Regions from separate parts of the Sus scrofa genome. Here regions 1 and 2 are each linked to region 3. Evidence: chromatin contacts called from public HiChIP or PLAC-seq data. All regions are on one chromosome and are shown on one strand. The core of a region is the stretch at or near the end of the contact, and the rest is flanking DNA. Distances in the headings are between cores, read along the strand shown.

Region 1 (2,700 bases), core at 164-2,663, 210 kb after region 3:
AGAGCCCCAAGAGCTCCCCAGCGAACCCCCCAACCACAAGGCAAAGGACTGTTTCTAAGAGTGGCCCCTGTGGTTCAGGCTCTGTCCTAGGAGATACTCTAGGGTCTGTGTCTTGTGAAATTTTCAGGCTTCACAGGGAGAAGCACTGGCAGAGCCCTGGGGGCTAAGGGAGGAAGGGCCAAGGACAGTGAAGGACAAAAGAGCAAAAAGGGTGATTGAGGAAGACCGCCAGGCTGAAGTCCTCTGTCACGGTGGCCCCACGCCGCTTCCTCCTGATGGAGCTTTTGGGCAGGATGTGACTTGGAAGGGAGCGACCACTGTCCTTTCCTCCACCCCCCACCCCCACCCCCGCTCCCCGTGGAGGCGGGGGGGGGGGGGGAGGCGGGGAGCAGAGCTCTGTGCATCTCGCTCACGCGGGCCCATCTGCAGAAGAGGCAGGATGCTCCGAGGTGGGTCCCGGGTGCTGGGGGGCCGTGCCCTCCCTCTTTCCTTCCCCGGGATCACAGCCAGGGGCCCCCGCGCAGCCCTGAGGTGGATTCGAGAAGCAGACCTCGGGCAGCACGGGGCTCAGAGGCCAGAATCAGAGCTGACGCTGCCTGGGTCCTTCCCGTCACTCTCCAGGATGAGATCATTGAGACAATGGTTCCTAAAAAATAAAAGGGCCTTTCTGTTTCCCTTTCCAAATATGTTCTAGGACATTCTCAGAATGCCCCGGGGGATACGTGCTCTTAAACTTTCAACATGGTGAAGGCCTGGGAGGTGGTGGACCGCGACAAGAACGCTGGGAGTGTGACCAGCACAGGCCCGGAGGCGCCCATGGCCTCATCTCTCCGCGTCTGAGCTCCCGGTTTCATGCTCAGCCAAGGAATTCGAGCTTCACTTTTAGCGTCAGGGAGAAAACTAAAGATTGGTATTGACCAGTACCTTCTTTTTCAAAATGCACACAAAACATGCATGTTTCTCCTTACTCTTTCTTTTTTTTTTTTTTTTTTTTTTTTGAGGTTTTTGCTGCACATTTAGGAGTCAGAATCTGCATGATATTTAGGATGAAGAAAGGTTGAGTTTTTAATCTCAGAGCACAAGTTCTCGGGTAACTTTCAAGTTCCTCAGAATCTTCTGATTTTCCATCTGGTTCGAAACCTTAGTTCCATGTGCAGTTGGCAATGGCATTTTCTCCCACTAGCGACTTCTGCATTTGCTCTCCAGCCTTCAGTTGTGTGCGTGGCTGTGGGCATGGGTACGAGCACCCTTTCGGGCGCCCAGACCTTCGCGTGCTCAGGTCCCCGTTGGCAAGGGCTCCTAGAGGTGAACCAGAGTCCTCCCTCCAGGCAGGAGGCACAGGCACGGCCCCGCTCCTCAAAGTGCCGAGATCCAGGCAGTGTAGACGTGCAGAGAAGCTGTTCTCGGGGACATACCCAATACAGGAAATGAAAGACGGAAACGATGGTTTCAACCAAGTGAGAGCAGAACTGAAAGTCTGCAAATAAAAATTACAGATCCTTAATCACAATTTTCTCTCCGCACAGGCTGTATAAAAGCGTGCCATTCTCTAAGAGGCTTGCCATGTTTTCAAGACCTCTTGAGTCGTCGTGACTTCTGCCTCTTGACTTCGATTCGACTCCGCAAGCAATAAAACAGTAAAAGCACCTCATTTCCTGCTCTCCATGTACTGCATTAAGGAGGTATTTCTCCACCAGAGCTGCAGCTCCGAGGACCCTTCTGCCCGCCCGGCCGGGCTGCTCAGCTGGGTCCTCTCTCCAGACTTTCTTGAGGAAGCAGAGAAGCATCTCAAACCCCAGCTTTTTGGTTCATTTCTATGCCAAACATCTGGGGCTTGAAAAAGAACTGTGCATGGAGATAAAGTCACCACCGACTCTGTGGAAAGGAGCATTAGGCAAAAAAGAAGTCGGACACATTAATTAAAATGGAAGACTAAATGAGCTGCAGAAAAGGTCGTGAGCCAGGGTCCCCGTGTGGGATCCATCCCCTTCGGTTAATTCTCTCATCCTTCGGGTTCTTGCTTTTGACCTGCTGAATTTGCAGACTTAGGAAACAGGACATACATGCAAACAAGTTCCGGCAAGCAACAGCTCGCAAACAAGATGTTGCAGTGAAGGCTCAGAGAGGTCGAGGGACTCACCCACAGCCACACAGCTCAGACGTGGCCAACAGGGCTGGAACTCAGTTTCCAGCCCATCTCATTCTCTTGCCCCACAGGGCCTCTCAGGGCACAAGTCACTGCCTGACAATCCAGATTTATGTGGACATGCCTTGCATTTCTTCAGGGAGCCTCAGCCAGGCCTTCCCTCTTCTGTGAGGTCAGGGGTGTGGCACCTCTTGCATGTGTGCCCAGGAGCTTACGGAGAAACGTGTCCGGCCACTTTCCCGAGGCTTGACAGATTTTCCCACAATGGCGTGAATGGACAAGAAAATGCAGCTTTGCTTGACGGCCCCACCCCAGTGCCCCTCTCCTGACTCACAAGCCACCTGGGGTGCCAGCCCAGGAGACCCGGGTCACTGCCACGCCTCGATGAAAACCTGCTCCCCGTGAGCCTGGCTAACACCCCAGTTATTCGGCATTGCTGAGGGGTCACGGACAGTTTAGCTGTTAAAGGTCTGGGTGATGGGCTGGGGTCAGGGACACGGGCATGCTGGGCCTTAGGGACCACCATCCTGAAACAGGGACCGTAAATCCTGTGC
Region 2 (2,700 bases), core at 40-2,539, 160 kb after region 3:
AGAGACTTTGTTGGGTCCAATTTGCAGGTGAGGGGACAGTGCCCAAGGGAAAGTGGGGCCCGGATGTGGGAAGTGGGGGCTGAGGTAAGGACTCCGGACTTGGGAGTGATGAGAGCAGGAAAAGGGAGCTGACCCCAGGTCAGATACCACACTGACCACAAGACAGGGCCCAGTGGAGAAAGGAGAGCAGGCTGCACAGGAAGACAGGGGTCACATGAGCGGGACACCGTGCCAGTCCTCCTCTGCTCCATCCAGGGACTGCGGGTGTGAAAGACTCACTGACCATGGGGTCAAGGGGCTGCTGAGAAGGGGCCTAGGCTGATGGCCACAAAAAGACACATGTGTCTCAAAGTCACCCTTCTTCTGGGCAGCAGCCTTAGCCAGAGGAGGAAAGAGCTGACTAACTCCACTGTGCATTTGTTTCCTACCTGCCCCCTGTAGGTGTTCTGGGGGTGGTACTAGAAACTGTTATGGCTATCCTGCTGGGATGTGGTCATTCCCAGGAAGCAGTACAGGGATGACGGGACGGCGGCCCACAGCCAGACAAGCCCATTATGGAGATGAGAGCTACTGGGGGCTTCCCAAGAAGCAATTTCAGGGAAAACATCCAAGAGCCACTTAAGGGGGACATATGATAAAGATGAATGATAAAAAGGACAAGATAGTGAATCCCAAGAGAGGTAGGCAAAACCAAAGCCATATAGAGAGAGATGGACGCTGATGGGTACAGACCTACACCAGAGGGAGACATGAACAGTAGGCCAGTGTTTACAGCCAGTACGGATGAAACTCAGGCATTTCATCTGGAATTCAGGGTTCCAAGTATTTATGCAGTAAGTTTTAACAACAACAACAAAAAAAGGTGCAATAATGAATAAAATTTACTCATCCCCGAAACAATGTATTACTCTTGTCATTAAGAAAAAAAAAGAAAAGAAAAGAAAATGAAGACCCAAGTAGTCCAGTGTCACGTGATTAGGCCAGGACACAAGCGCACTTAGGAAGAAGCACCCCCTTCACGGGATCTGCTGGTTAAAGGTTCACTTCCAATTACAGCTAAATGTGCCAAATGTTCATTCCAGTTCAGCAAAAGCTTCCTCTGAACTGTATGGATTTATTTCACATTAATCAGCTATTGTACTCAACATGCTAGGGTGAGAGGAGTCGTTTACTTGATCAAGTCAGGCGATACGGAGCACAGACAGGCGTTATTAATACCACTTATCATCCCAAGCTCTTAGCTTGCTAAATATGTGAATCTTGTTACCACGTGGTTATCAAGGCAGAGTTATGAAACGCCCCAGGGCCGACTCTGCAAATGCAAGTCACATATTCTGCAGGAGGTTCTGGAAGAGGGGCTGAATTCTATTCCAGGAAGCAGAGGAAGTGTCACAAGACAGACATGCGCCAATTTGAACTGCCAAGTGGACCTCTTCCCATTTTACATACCCCGTGGTTTCTAAATAATGCACATGTCAGCTGCACGGATACTAGACGCCACTATGGGTTCTGACAGGCTGCCCCAATTCCCATCAGTCAGGGCCCATGTCTCCCAGGAAACTCAAAGTGAGATTGGGGAAGGTAGCCAAGTGGTTGGGACTCAGCTGGAAAGTGGATTCTGGAACATCCAAAGTCTGAGAGACTGGTTCAAATTGAGAGAACTATGGAGAGAGTCTGGAGAACTGACAGGGGCATGGTAGGATGAGGCAGCTTCCAGTTAGAAGGCCATACTCAATCCAGCACTCTTAGAATGGCCTTTTTGATGCAGAAGTCCAGATGCTAAGGAGAGAAGCTCTGATCTCTCAGTAAAGAAGGAACACTCTTGCTCTGTGAGCCTGGGGAGGTCAAAAACTAAGTTGAAGATGAGATTATTTCATGTGGGCATATTCTTCAAGTCCTCCTCTTTCTCCTGAAGGCCAGCATCATCAGCACACACTGCCTTCATTTCTGATGCTTTCATCACACCATTTTTCTATCAGACAGAACAGTCATTTCCCAAAATCTCCAACCTGGATACTTTGTTCCCAAGATATATCCATTCCCTCGTATTTTCAATACGCCACCACAGCATGACTGGGATGTTTTAAATTCACACCTTCCCAGCTCACACTTCCATCCCACTAAAGGATCTGGTATGCCTGCAGAGCAGTAAATTTCAGTTTTTAAAATTGTTGTTCTCTAGTGCTTGTGAGTCATGCAAAGGGCAATGGCTTGATGGTTTTATTAAATGTACAGGCACCACGGTTTGAAAGATGTAGGGACTGAATGTCTGTGTCCCCCCAAAATCCGGCCCTTCAATGTGACAGTATTAGGAGGGGCCTTTGGAAGATGATTAGGATTAGCAGGGTCAGGAGGGTGGGGCACTCACAGATGGGATTAGTGCCTCTAGGAGAGTCTGGGGAGAGCTTGCTTTGCCCTTCTCCTGCTCTCTCAGCCATGTGAAGATGAAATGAGAGGCTGGCATCTGCAACCAGAAAGAGTTCTCCCCAGATCCCACTCTGCTAGGCCCCTGATCTTGACTCCCGGCCTCTACCATCATGAGAAATAAATGTATGCCTTTATAATCTACCCAATCTGCCATATTCTTGTTGATACAGTGTAGCGGCCACAGCTGTCTTAGAGTATCCAAGAGTGTTCAACCTCCAGATATTAGATTAGACCTTAGGGAAAAAACATGCTAATGATTCAGTGACCTGGCAA
Region 3 (2,700 bases), core at 96-2,595:
AGACGCCATGTTTCGTGTGTGCTCACCTGGGTGTTCAATAAACATGTGTCGATTAGACCCCCCGGCTCTTCATGGACGTGGATCTAATTACACACCATATTATAAGAGAGCCTGTATCACTTTTGAGCATTATTTTCTCTTCAGAAAAAAAAAAAGAACACACTTGGGTTTGGACCGCGCACATAAAAAAGGGACGTTTCCTCTCAGCAACCAAACGGCACCTGCACTCACACCCCTGAGGCCCGGCCAGTTAAGGCCAGGCCGAGCCCAAGCGCCTCCGGCCCCGGGAGCAGTGCATCCGTCTGAGGGTCTGGCTTCCCGCACTGCCCTCGGCCTCCTCCGTCAGCGAGGACGTCAGACCGGGTCCCTGGTTCTATCCACGCTGCTGTGTGTTCCCAGGGAGAAGCTGCCGAGACATCTACCCGTGGGCACCCTGGCACCAGGACCCGGGTATCCTGGCCGCCGTGGCTTTTTCACTGGCTCGTTCTCTGCCTCAGTCAGATCTGTGTTCTACTGCTATGACCTAACAGCGCTGCAATTTTTCCAAACCGACCAGAACTTTCCGGAATATACTTAAAAGAAAGGAGTCACCCTGCTTCTGCCAGGGAGGCGTTCGTTTGAGGCATTTGTGTCAGCGCTGGAATCGGTGCGTCAAGCTTGGTCAAAGGAGGGGCCTCAGCCTGGGCGAGGTTGTGCTCCCACACGCCTCCCCAGAAAAGCCTTAAGCCAAACGCGGACGTGGGTGTCAGGGCACCAGAGGCTTGACCCACACAGACCACTTCTTAGGACACCTCCGCTTAGGTAGAAATCCCTAGTCCGGCACACATGCGATGCCATTCGCTGCTTCCCGCTTCCAAGGCACCCGGAGGTGGGGTCCCAGCGGGAAACAGAGAGAACGCGGGAGCCGGTAGAGCCGAAACCCTCCACACTCCGTGGATGTACACGAAGCTCCCTGGCAGTCTGCAAGTGTTTGGGGCCACATGTCCTTTAAGAATCTGAGGGAAGCCGCTCGGCACTGTCCCCGTGACGCCGCACATACGCATGTGTCCTCGGACACCTGGCAGTCCCTTCCCAGCCAACAGCCCCTCTTACGGGGACAGCTGGCCAAGGGCTCGCTGACCCAGGGCCCCCCATCCAGGGGAGACCACAGAGACGGCACTGCTCTGACCTGGGCTCTGGCTCCTAAACGCCCTGGCGCCGAACCTGAAACGGGCTGTGGAGAGAGACGAGAAATCAAACTGCTGTGCCCTGGGTTCTTCTACTTTTGACACAAAAGACTAGATGCTAAGCCTTGTAATAAACAAGGAAGCCCTTCACCATAAACAAATTAAACAGGAAAACCACACACTTCTGGGTCGAGGGTTAAGTCAGATGTCAGCGATGTCTCGTTGCAGTGACAGCCCAGAAGGAAGGAGACTGAGTTTGTGCAATCAGAGTGGCGCTTCCATCTCCAGAGCAGTGCAAAGTGACACGCTGACTGCTAGGTGGCCTTCATAAGGTGTCCCGGACTGGGGAGTCGAGCACCAGACACCCGTCTCCTCCCCTCCTGGAGGCTGGGGGTTGAGGTCACGGTGTCAGCCTGGCTGCTTTCTCCTGAGGCCTCTCTCCCGGGCATGAGGGCTGTGCTCTCCGTGTCCTCGCGGGGTCCTCTCTGTGCCTGCCTGTGTCCTCAGCCCCTCCTAAGGACACCTGTCCAATACAGCCCACCCCACTGACCTTAATCCCCTCTTTAAAGACCCCATCTCCAAACACAGTCACCTCCTGCGCTCCTGGGGCGTAGGTCCTCAACACATGGACTTGGGGGAGATGCCGTTCAGCCCAGAAGGGTCTGTACGCATGTGGCTGGAAAGACTTCCTTTCCAAATAGACAAGGGGGACTGCTGAGTTGAGTCTGGGGGTGGCCCTTCTAAGTGATGCACAGTCTTGTCCCGACATTTAAATTTCCTCTGTTTGTGTTCGCATAGGATATACTGGAGGACGAGCAGTTTGGGGGCTGGTTATTGCCGCTCTCGCAGTTTGCAGCACAGGGCTGGGCACATGCAAGCTTCTCACTTGGGATTCTGCCTCCAATCATTCTAATTTATCACCGAGTCGCTGTTCTCTTCCTGACTGTGCAAAGCTGAGTGCACGTCATGCTCCTGGGGCCTGAGCTAATACTCGGGCTGAGCCACCAGCTTTTCCAAAGCCTCCATCTGCGCCCTGGCTTCCCTCGAGCTAAGTATGCACGGCTGAATGGACTTGACATCTGACACAATACTTAACATACAGAAGGGAGAATGCTGGATGAAGGTTTGCCGAATGAGTTAGTGTGCTGAATTCATCTCACTCGTCTTGTCTCTCTCCAGCTGACCTCTGCCTCTGCGTCAAGATCTCCACCGACTCCCCCCGCCCCCGGGAGAAGCCCCCTCTCTGAGGGCCTCCTCTCCTGCTAAAGGGCAGGATTTATGGTTCGATTCCCACTCAGCAGTGGCTGTACCGTCCAGGCCGCTCTGTCCCTCTCACACTCTCACCAAAGGAGAGATGAGACAGAGAGGCCTGCCCGAGGTCCGAGCCATTTCATCCCTGAAGCCGCTTTCTAAAGACCTCTGCATTGACCTTTTTAGTGGAAATGATTAACAGTCCTTTGAAAACAGCTGGAAAATAAGGACAAAATACAGAGGAGGAACTACTACTCATCCGTGTTGGCCAAACTTAGCAGCA

The links. HiChIP or PLAC-seq counts read pairs in DNA pulled down with a chosen protein or histone mark.
Region 1: a contact with region 3 is called in an H3K27ac HiChIP or PLAC-seq map of alveolar macrophages. The contact joins two enhancer-like sites. A contact is called at or near these places in 1 of 47 Hi-C or Micro-C datasets (embryonic fibroblasts) and 1 of 2 datasets of contacts at active chromatin or transcription factors (alveolar macrophages).
Region 2: a contact with region 3 is called in an H3K27ac HiChIP or PLAC-seq map of alveolar macrophages. The contact joins two enhancer-like sites. A contact is called at or near these places in 2 of 47 Hi-C or Micro-C datasets (embryonic fibroblasts and fetal skeletal muscle) and 1 of 2 datasets of contacts at active chromatin or transcription factors (alveolar macrophages).

Annotation. Positions count from the first base shown.
Region 1 is chr10:66,508,499-66,511,198 of Sscrofa11.1, reverse strand. No RefSeq gene overlaps it. Among named protein-coding and RNA genes, the nearest start is that of KLF6, 21 kb to the right of the region's middle. Within about 2 kb of position 1,413, at least 23 of the 83 cell types and tissues checked have an H3K27ac peak or open chromatin away from gene starts, as enhancers often do. A contact at or near this core is called in alveolar macrophages, where this site is marked.
Region 2 is chr10:66,559,045-66,561,744 of Sscrofa11.1, reverse strand. The region is part of intron 1 of LOC102157904 (a long non-coding RNA gene); the gene reads right to left. Among named protein-coding and RNA genes, the nearest start is that of KLF6, 72 kb to the right of the region's middle. Within about 2 kb of position 1,289, at least 13 of the 83 cell types and tissues checked have an H3K27ac peak or open chromatin away from gene starts, as enhancers often do. A contact at or near this core is called in alveolar macrophages, where this site is marked.
Region 3 is chr10:66,717,211-66,719,910 of Sscrofa11.1, reverse strand. No RefSeq gene overlaps it. Among named protein-coding and RNA genes, the nearest start is that of KLF6, 230 kb to the right of the region's middle. Within about 2 kb of position 1,345, at least 16 of the 83 cell types and tissues checked have an H3K27ac peak or open chromatin away from gene starts, as enhancers often do. A contact at or near this core is called in alveolar macrophages, where this site is marked.